Linked DNA regions of Mus musculus: region 2 is linked to region 1. Evidence: chromatin contacts called from public promoter capture Hi-C data. All regions are on one chromosome and are shown on one strand. Each heading gives the region's core, a stretch centred on a gene start, on an enhancer-like site or on the middle of the called end of the contact. The rest is flanking DNA. Distances are from core to core; before and after follow the strand shown. Region 1 holds the start of Mycbp (MYC binding protein). Region 2 holds the start of Oxct2a (3-oxoacid CoA transferase 2A).

The links. Promoter capture Hi-C pulls out the DNA fragments that hold promoters and counts their contacts.
Region 2: a contact with region 1 is called in a promoter capture Hi-C map of embryonic stem cells, with 4 times the contacts expected there. The contact joins the promoter of Oxct2a here to the promoter of Mycbp in region 1. A contact is called at or near these places in 4 of 39 promoter capture datasets (the 3T3-L1 cell line, embryonic stem cells, liver and 1 more), 1 of 484 Hi-C or Micro-C datasets (embryonic stem cells), 3 of 115 datasets of contacts at active chromatin or transcription factors (embryonic stem cells and kidney) and 2 of 9 other capture datasets (embryonic stem cells and liver).

Annotation. Positions count from the first base shown.
Region 1 is chr4:123,902,879-123,907,529 of GRCm38.p6, reverse strand. Mycbp (MYC binding protein) reads right to left here and starts at 2,517. Exons shown (of 5, transcript NM_019660.3): 1 at 2,443-2,517; 2 at 2,224-2,296. The coding sequence starts at 2,457. It also overlaps D130007C19Rik.
Region 2 is chr4:123,321,142-123,325,792 of GRCm38.p6, reverse strand. It overlaps Oxct2a (3-oxoacid CoA transferase 2A), which reads left to right and starts at 2,114. Exons shown (of 1, transcript NM_022033.4): 1 at 2,114-3,918. The coding sequence starts at 2,207. The coding sequence ends at 3,769. Bmp8a (bone morphogenetic protein 8a) reads left to right here. Exons shown (of 7, transcript NM_007558.3): 2 at 505-694; 3 at 1,084-1,232.

The DNA of each region.
Region 1 (4,651 bases), core at 1,268-3,767:
ATGTTTTTGTCTTGAAGGTTGTTATTGTTCTGTTGTTGATGATTGGTTGGTTAAGTTTGGTTTGGTTTTTTTTTTTTTTTTTTTTTAAAGATGTAGTTTTACTCTTTAGCCAAGGCTGGTCTCAGATTCAATCAGTCCTCCTACTTCAGCTTGTCAAGTGCAATTAGAAATGAAACAAGATGTCTAGGTCTTCTGCATATGCCTCAAACCTTTGAGGCAAGGTCTCCCTCAGCCTCCAGCTTCCATCCTTTTACCTAGGCTAGCAGAATTATACACACCAAGACCCTGTCTGGCTTATTATGAGTGCTGGTACCTGAACTCTAGCCCTATAGTTGTGTATCAAGTAATCTTACCTCTAAGCCATCTCTCTAGCCTAGCTATAGTTTACTTTTTTTGGAACAGATCTTGATACATGCTCCAGGCAAGCAGTGAATGCAGATCTGTTTTCCCTCACCAGAGCACTAAAAACATGTCACCATGCCTGGCTTCTTACAATGTTTTCATGTTAGAAACAACTTTAAATCCTCTCTGAAATGTTGCTGAAAGAAAAATGTAAACTTGTATGAAACATCTCTGTTTGATCCTGTAAAATTTGGTTCCCATTCTCTTACACAGCCTGAAGGCTGCACATTGGCTCTGCATTCAGTTATCTACAATTGTACTCCATCTGCCTTTCAGTGTTCTTGCCTGTCAACCTCCTGCATCCATTTCATTCCACGACCCTACCACACAGATTATTTGGGACCAAAAGTGTATCAGTGTTTATCTCCAGAGGTTGAACTATCTACTCATACATAATGAGTGTTTTGGAGATGAGATCCAAGCCTAAACATGAAATTAATTTACATTCCATATAGACCTTATTCACATAATATAAACATGATCTTGAACAAGTACATATTCCTAGGCTCCTGAATTTTGACTGACATAATTTATGCAGTCAAGTATGGAACTTTCCACATCAATACTCAGTAAGTTACAAATCTGAGAGCAATTTAGATTTCAAAATTTCAGATTAAGGATACTTATCCGTACTGTTCAAGGTCTTCCCTCTGCCACTCCATGTAAAATGTCCCATCTTTATCCTTGCTATGGTTTAAGTTAGACATTTACCACTAGCTGGCACTAGTTTTAGTGTGTGTGTGTCCCTATCTAAGCTACAAGCTCCCAAAAGCAAGAACATTTCCATGGCTGTATCCCCTTGGTGCCCAGAACACACGGCTGGAGTAAAATCATTACATGAAAGAAACATGAGGGGTTTTTTTTAACAGAATTCCAAGCCATCTGTGACACTTCTGATGCCACAAACTACAGTGGTCTCACAGAGTAGTTCCTTATACTTTTGCTCACATTGACTTCCGATGACATAAGGAAATGAGTAGTAATTCTAACTTGTCAGTTCATCCATGTAAGAGAATTAAAAGCCCTGCTTTCTTCTAAGTTCTCCCAAATTTTCCCCTAGCTTTTGTTCCCTAAAAAGCAGATACAAATTATTTCCCAGACACTTCCTATTCTCAAAAGGACCAAGTTTTCAATCCCTGCCAGCCATTCCATTCTATTCCCTTGAAAACACCAAGCAATGTTGAGTTCTTACCATGTAGAAGGCATTCAATATACTGTTAAGGCCAGTTAGCTTTATTCTATGATTCCAACCACCATACTCTCTAGCCTTACACCCAGAAAGGAAGGGATACACTTTACGCTTCCATTGTTTTAAAGTAAAGAATATAGCTGTTTTTATGTGCTCTGAAGCACTTTTCAAATTGTAATTCCACTTTAATTATGATATCTACACAAAGTAGGAATTACTATAGGCTAAAAGAGTTGAAAAGCCACAGCCCAAACTGTCTATGAATCTCCAGCTTCGGGGACTAGAGCCATTTAATAACCCACTTTCAAATCCAGTCATTTTCTTAGTTGCCTTTGTCCAAAAGAAAAATTTGTAAAATCCCGCACACTATACGGCAGGGAGCAACTGGGATCTCAAGGTCTTGCTAACGTGTCCACTGCGGCTGCTCGCGGGAAAGCAACGGAAGTTGGAGAGACTTTGCAACAGCTGCAAGAGTTTCAGTCCGGGGCAGAGAGCGACCACCGGGGCGAGGCGAAGTCCCGCGGCCGGCGTGCGCCCGACCCACGGGACCCCAAGGCCTCGCTGCTCCCGGGGCGGGCCCCACCTGGCCAAGAGCGCGCGGACGTGGGCTGCAGCCGCCCGCCTCGGCTCACCTTTCGTCAGCGTGTCCAGCACCCCCGACTTCTCCAAGTACCTCCGGAACTGCTCGCGCTTCGAGTCGGCGGCCTGAGGAGACACGGCGGGTCAGGGACCGGAGCCCGGGGCCGGAGCAGGAAGACGGCGCGCCCCGCCGCCGGCCCCAAGCCCTGCACACGCCCCAACTCCCACCCGGCGCCGCCCGCACGCCCCGAGCCACGCCGCGCCCCCCTCACTTTGTAATGGGCCATAGTGACAGCCACAGCGGCGTAGCTGGCGCCGGAGACACGGGCAGGCGGGCTCCAAGCCTCACTGCTCATGCGCGGAACGGCGCGCGCGTCTGCGCACTGGGCAGGCACGGGCCGGGGCCACCGGGGTGTGGCCTGTTTTCATGGCGACCGGGACGCTGTGTATCCCTGTCTCCTCGGAGCCTAGAGAGGCTGCGTGAGCCCGCCCTCCGCGGTTCCGGGCAGTCTCGCGTCTTCCTGTTCCGGTTGCCGCGGCGATTCGGTTGCCTAGCAAGAGGCGAGGTTTAGGTAAAGCCAGGCGAACGACCTGTGGGGCCCTGGATGGGTGTGGCCAGGAGTTAGAGGCTCCTGATGTAGTATCTCCCCACGTGTTAGTGGGCGCGCACTCCTTGTCATTTGGGTCTTTGGTGAGGAACAGACCAATGCCGTGTTTCTTGGCTCAGAAAAATACCCAGCACCAGGAAAAAGTTCAAGGTCACCCTCAGCTAAATAAAGAATCTCTTTTGGGCTTGTTCAGGGCTTGCTTGTAATCATTAAGCCCCGTGATATTTGCAGATAACTGCTGGCTGGTAGAAAACTTATCTCTACAGCAATGTTGGATTAGGGCAATGACCTCTGAAGTGGTTCTTTTCTCTGCCTTTGTCATTAGTTTCCTTTTTTTTTTTTTTATACCCCCTTAGTGGTTAACATTAAGTTCTTTTCCATATATATTATGCGTGTTTTTATGTTGAAAATAATTATAGGTAGTACTAAGTGTGTATGTCTCTCTAAGGAGATTTCTAAGTGCAGAAGAGGGCCCTTTAATGAATTTGTAGTTGTGCCTGCTACTTGGCTAGATTTTGTTTTGATCTCTCTATATAGAAGTCATTCTATTCACTAGGCGCTGGTGGCACACGAATTTAATCTCAGTGCAAGAAAAGTGGAGACCATCCTGAGTTCGAAGCCATTCTGGTCCAAGATGGTCAGGGCTACACAGAAACCCTGTCTCCAAAACAAAGAATTCATTGTAGTCTTGTTTTAATGTAAGGCCCTACCCCCACCTTATCTTTTTGAAATCCAGTGGATTTTTTTTTTTCCAGGAGTTGGGGAAGAGTATTCATGCCGTGGTGCAGTTGGAGATCGGAAGACTCATAGGACTTGCTCTCCTTCCACCGTTAGTCTCAGTAATTGCATTAAGGTTGTCAGGCTTGACAACGAGTGCCTTTACCACCAAGTCATCTTACTGCTCCCTAGCTGCAAAGTTTCTAGACTATCTAAGAAAAGCAAAACGATGGCTCTATGTTGCACAAATAATGAAAATACTGTCTTTTCTGTTGGTCTTGAGAAAAAAACATATTTGGTTATGAGAAGCCACAGAACTTAAACTCATGTTGAAAGAACTTATGAACCCAGCTTCAACCACAAACTGAATGAAAAAGTGCAAAGCAGAGTCCCCTGGTGGGTGGTGCTTGCCTTGCCTCCCTTTGTTCCTGTTGGCAATGCCCTTCCTCCCTCCCATCTCTGCTCTAAGGCATTCGAGACTCATCCAGTTTTTTTAGTTGAGCTTTTTGGGAATTTTACATGGAGTGGGGATGGGGAGGCGTTGTGTTATTGTTTTGAGGCAGGGTCTCACCATGTGTGAACTCCCAACTCCACCCCAGGAACCTGGATTTTTTTCTTCTTCTTTCTTGGGACTTCCTCCTATATTGGAGCCAATCTAACCTTTCCATAGCCCTCTCTTGGGCCCTCTCTGGAGCTCTAGCTCCTGTCCCAAGCTCTTTAAAAAAAAAAAAAAAAAAAAAAAAACCTCATCTTTGGGTAGACCAATGAGCTGGCTCGGTGGATAAAGCCTGATGTTTGTTGGATCCCTGGAGCTGTCCTATAGAGGAGAGCCAGGACCTGCAAAGTGCCTCCGGCCTCTACATGTGCTGCAGGCACACACATGCACACAACAAACAAAGTATTTTTAAATAAAATGATTAGAAAACCTTCACTACTGAGAGTAATGACATGCGCCTTTAATCCTAGCATTCGTGAGCCAGAGCAGGCAAATCTCTAAACTCAAGGCCAGCCAGAGTCACATGCTGAGATTCTGTCTCAAGTAGAACAAGCCCATCACCCTTTACCAACCATGAACGCCAAGTCTGCAGACAAGGACTCAGAGCCACTGAGTCAGTGGATGCTTTCTGGGACTGGGAGCCTCTGGCAGGTTCCTGAG
Region 2 (4,651 bases), core at 865-3,364, 580 kb after region 1:
ACCTCCCTCCTTCACCTTGTCCTCTGGTTGCTGGCACTGAGGCCCTTCTGCTGCTGACCTTGTGATGTGGCCTGCAGTCTGCACAGCCTTACCCAGAACACTGAAGGAAACTGAAGCACAGCCCTATCAGCCAGGCTCAGCTGTCAGACAAAGGCAGGCTCTGGGAGTCCTCTATCCCACTGAAACTCAGCCAATTACATCCCTGTCCACACAGGGCTTCTCCCTGGAATGGAGCTGTTTCTCTACCTTGGACCAATGTCCATCTTGCCGCCAGCCTGGGGGCTATGAGAGGCAGCACTGTGACTGTCTGTGCGTCCAGGGGCCTGCTGAGCACATCCTCAGCTTCCCACAGCCCCAAGTCCTGAAACCTGGTGAGCACCCAGGGCAGACCACAAGCCTGTGTGTAGAGAAAGCATGGGCCCCACCCAGGCTGCCTGGGGTCCTACTCTGAGCACAAGCCATCCAGGCTCCTGGTGATGACCCCACTCCCACTTTGTCTTCCAGTGGAACGCGACCGTACCCTGGGCTACCAGGAGCCACACTGGAAGGAATTCCACTTTGACCTAACCCAGATCCCTGCTGGGGAGGCTGTCACAGCTGCTGAGTTCCGGATCTACAAAGAACCCAGCACCCACCCGCTCAACACAACCCTCCACATCAGCATGTTCGAAGTGGTCCAAGAGCACTCCAACAGGTACCGTCCCTCTGCCCAGTGCCCACCCCACCTCATAGCCTTATGGTCTCTGGCAGGGGTCCTGTCCAGGGGGTGCATTTCCAAGAAAGGAAAGGGAAGTCTCCTGGGAGAGGGGCCTCAGACATGAGAAAGGGGTTTGGCCTGGAACTCCTGCCCTGTCACTCTGGCTGTGGGGCCCTCACTAGGTCACAGCACTGAGCCAGTGTCCCCATCAGCACATGGACTCTAAAATGTCAAGGGTTGATTATCAGGGAAATGTGGAACCAAAGACACCAGCCCAGAGTCAAGCAGGGAAGAGACTCTGAGAGTGGTCCCCAGGCAGGCACAAGATACAAGCAGCTGTGCCAACCTCCCTTGGCCCTTGGTTAATTGTCCTTTCATGTCCACAGGGAGTCTGACTTGTTCTTTTTGGATCTTCAGACGCTCCGATCTGGGGACGAGGGCTGGCTGGTGCTGGACATCACAGCAGCCAGTGACCGATGGCTGCTGAACCATCACAAGGACCTGGGACTCCGCCTCTATGTGGAAACCGCGGATGGTGAGGCTCCAGGACTTAGCAGGGAGCTGCCCTGGGGTCTTGGGAGGTGGTTCCAGCAGAGGCCACCGGGCTAGTACACAGAGACCTCTCACTGTGTGGGTGTTGGGAGGGAGATGTTTAGCCTTTATTGAGGACTTGGGCAGAATGGTCAGGTCCTGGACATGGGAAGGCCCCAGCCAGGAATGCCTTCTGGTCCACCTCATACATAGCAACTGACCTCCTGAGAGCCAGGATCCCCTCCAGGAAAGGGGTCCTTCTCTCTGGGCAGCAAGCCTCCACTCTGACAGGTTCTGTACTAGGAAGGAGGGGTGGGGGGATCTGCACCCTAGGTTTCCTGAGCTCAGAGCTATCACAGCTCTGCAGAGTTGTAACTCAGCAGGGAAGCCTGTTTCCTTGGGTACAGATGTTTCTACTTCACTCACAGGGGTTTCCTGGGACATTTCCTTATGTTGGGCAGGGAGGACAGAAAGGACAACAGGGCAGGAACAGTCTCTCTGGAGTCCAGCAAAAGGCTGGAAGATAGGTTGGAAAGGGAGGACAGGGAGGTGGCGGGCAGGGGTCACTCTAAGTTAGGGAAACGTGGCACAGCGCTAGGAGAGTTTAGAGTTTAACAGGAGGGAGTGACAGATGGGACTGTGGCTTTAAAAGACCGGCTAACTTCAGCCCTCCCTCCAGGAGTGGGGGATCCTAACCTGGAACTGCCCCATCCCCACCTCTGCCCTGGGGCGAGCTCTCTTAGGTACAATGGAGTCCCAAACAGGGGTTTCCAGTGTCTGTCCCAGGCTCTTGAGAGACAGGCTGGGCAGCAGGGATGGCCAAGGGTGTCCTCAGCTGAGTGAGACCCACGGCCATCCCTGGCAGTATCCTCCTCCCTGCTCTGTGACGCAGCGCAGAGGTAATGTGCACTGCTCTGCAAAGGTGAACCTGGCCTTTCTCTCTCTGTCCCGGAGCTGGGAGCCCCGTGGCCGTGGACGATGGCGGCGCTGAGGCTTCTGGCCTGGGCGCTCCCACGTGGGGTATCTGCTCTCCGCCCACCACCCGCGCTGCCCCACCGCCTTATCCGCCGCTATGTTTCGGACCGCAGCGGGAGTGTCCATTTCTACACGGACCCGGTGAAGGCGGTGGAGGGCGTCAAGGACGGGTCTACCGTCATGCTCGGGGGCTTCGGGCTCTGCGGCATCCCCGAGAACCTGATCGGTGCGCTGAAGACCAAGGGCGTGAAGGACCTGAAGATCGTCAGCAGCAACGTGGGCGTGGACGACTTCGGCCTGGGCATCTTGCTGGCCTCCAAGCAGGTCAGGCGCGTGGTGTGCTCCTACCTGGGGGAGAACGCGCTCTGCGAGAAGCTCTACCTGGCGGGCGAGCTGGAACTGGAGATGACGCCGCAGGGAACTTTGGCCGAGCGCATCCGCGCGGGTGGCACTGGCGTGCCCGCCTTCTACACGCCCACAGGCTATGGAACGCTGGTGCAGGAAGGGGGCTCTCCAATCCGGTACGCGCCCGATGGCCACCTGATTACTCTAAGTGAGCCGCGAGAAGTACGCGAGTTCCAGGGCCGCTTCTACCTGCTAGAGCACGCTATCCGCGCTGACTTCGCACTGATCAAGGGCTGGAAGGCCGACCGCTCCGGCAACGTGATCTTCAGGGGCAGCGCGCGCAACTTCAATGTGCCCATGTGCAAGGCCGCGGACATCTCGGTGGTGGAAGTGGAGGAGATCGTGGACGTGGGTACTTTCGCCCCGGAAGACATCCACGTCCCCAACATCTATGTGGACCGCGTGATCAAGGGGCCGAAGTTCGAGAAGCGCATCGAGCGCCTAACCACACGTGACAGCAAGCCCGCGCCCGGGAGCAAAGACAATGACCCTTCCAGGACGCGCATCATCAAGCGCGCGGCTCTGGAGTTCCAGGACGGCATGTATGCCAATCTGGGCATCGGGATCCCTGTCTTGGCGAGCAACTACATCAGCCCCAAGATGACCGTCTACCTGCACAGTGAAAACGGAATCCTGGGCTTGGGCCCGTTCCCTTTGAAAAATGAGGTAGATGCCGACGTCATCAACGCAGGCAAGCAGACAGTGACGGTGGTTCCCGGGGGCTGTTTCTTCGCCAGCGATGACTCTTTTGCCATGATCCGTGGCGGACACCTCCAACTGACCATGCTTGGGGCCATGCAGGTTTCTCAATACGGCGACCTGGCCAACTGGATGGTGCCAGGCAAGAAGGTGAAGGGCATGGGCGGGGCCATGGACTTGGTGTCTAGTAAAAAGACCAGAGTTGTAGTCACCATGGAACACTGCACCAAGACAAAGCAGCCCAAAATCTTGAAGAAATGCACCATGCCATTGACCGGCAAGCGCTGCGTGGACCTCATCATCACTGAGAAGGCAGTGTTTGAAGTGAACCACTCAAAGGGGCTGACACTGGTGGAGCTGTGGGAGGGCTCGTCGGTAGATGACATCAAGGCCACCACAGCCTGTTCATTTGCCGTGTCCCCCAACCTCAAGCCCATGCAGCAGATTAAACTTGATGCTTGAGGAGCCCTCCAGGGCTAATTTGCCAGTTAGTGACAACTGGACATCCTTAGCAGCACCTGACCACTGTGCCACACTGGCTCCTCCAGCTTCCTTCTGCTAGATGGTGTCTATCGAGAGCCATGTGACCTTAATTAAAAACCCTAACTTGAGCCAGTATGTCCTGTCCCTAACCATTGAGAACTCTGGTCCCCCTCTCCCACTTTCTGTGACATTCACATACCAGGCTGCAGAGGGTTCCCTGGGAGGTCTCAACACCAGTGCTGCCCTCATAACTGAGTCAGGAAACATGGAGGAAAACATGGGACAGGAAGGCATCCTACCCAGAGTGCAGCTGGTGCTACTTCACTGCAGCCAAGAAACACAGAACTGTGGATCCCGGATCGGGAGGAGGAGCCCTCCATCTTGTCCCTCTGCATTGTCTTCTTGGGTCCTCGTTTCTGTTCTTAATTTTGTTTCCCTGAAATCTGCCTGCACCCAACTTCCTCCTGGGAGCTCGCGTGTGTCCCTGTGTTTCCTGTGGGAATCTGACTTCAGGAAGATGCTTGGTGCTGGCACTCCACCTGGAAGACCCACTGTGCACTAACAGTCCCAGTGTGTGTAAAGGAAGAAGCTGGGCTCAGCACAGGTGGAGTGGAATCTAACCAATGGCATGGATAGATTCTTCCCTGGTGAAGTGCAGTGTCACTGTTGCTGCACCTCAGTGACACTGTCCTGGAAGTCCCGTTGGCCTGACTGCCTGACCCCAGTGTGGCAGTTCTGCGATCTGTCATTCTGAATCTGTGAGCTCGAAACTAAAGTGAAGAGTGTGTGTGTGTGTGTGTGTGTGTGTGTGTGTGTGTGTGTGTGCGTGTGTGTGTGCGTGTGTGTGTGCGTGTGTGTGCG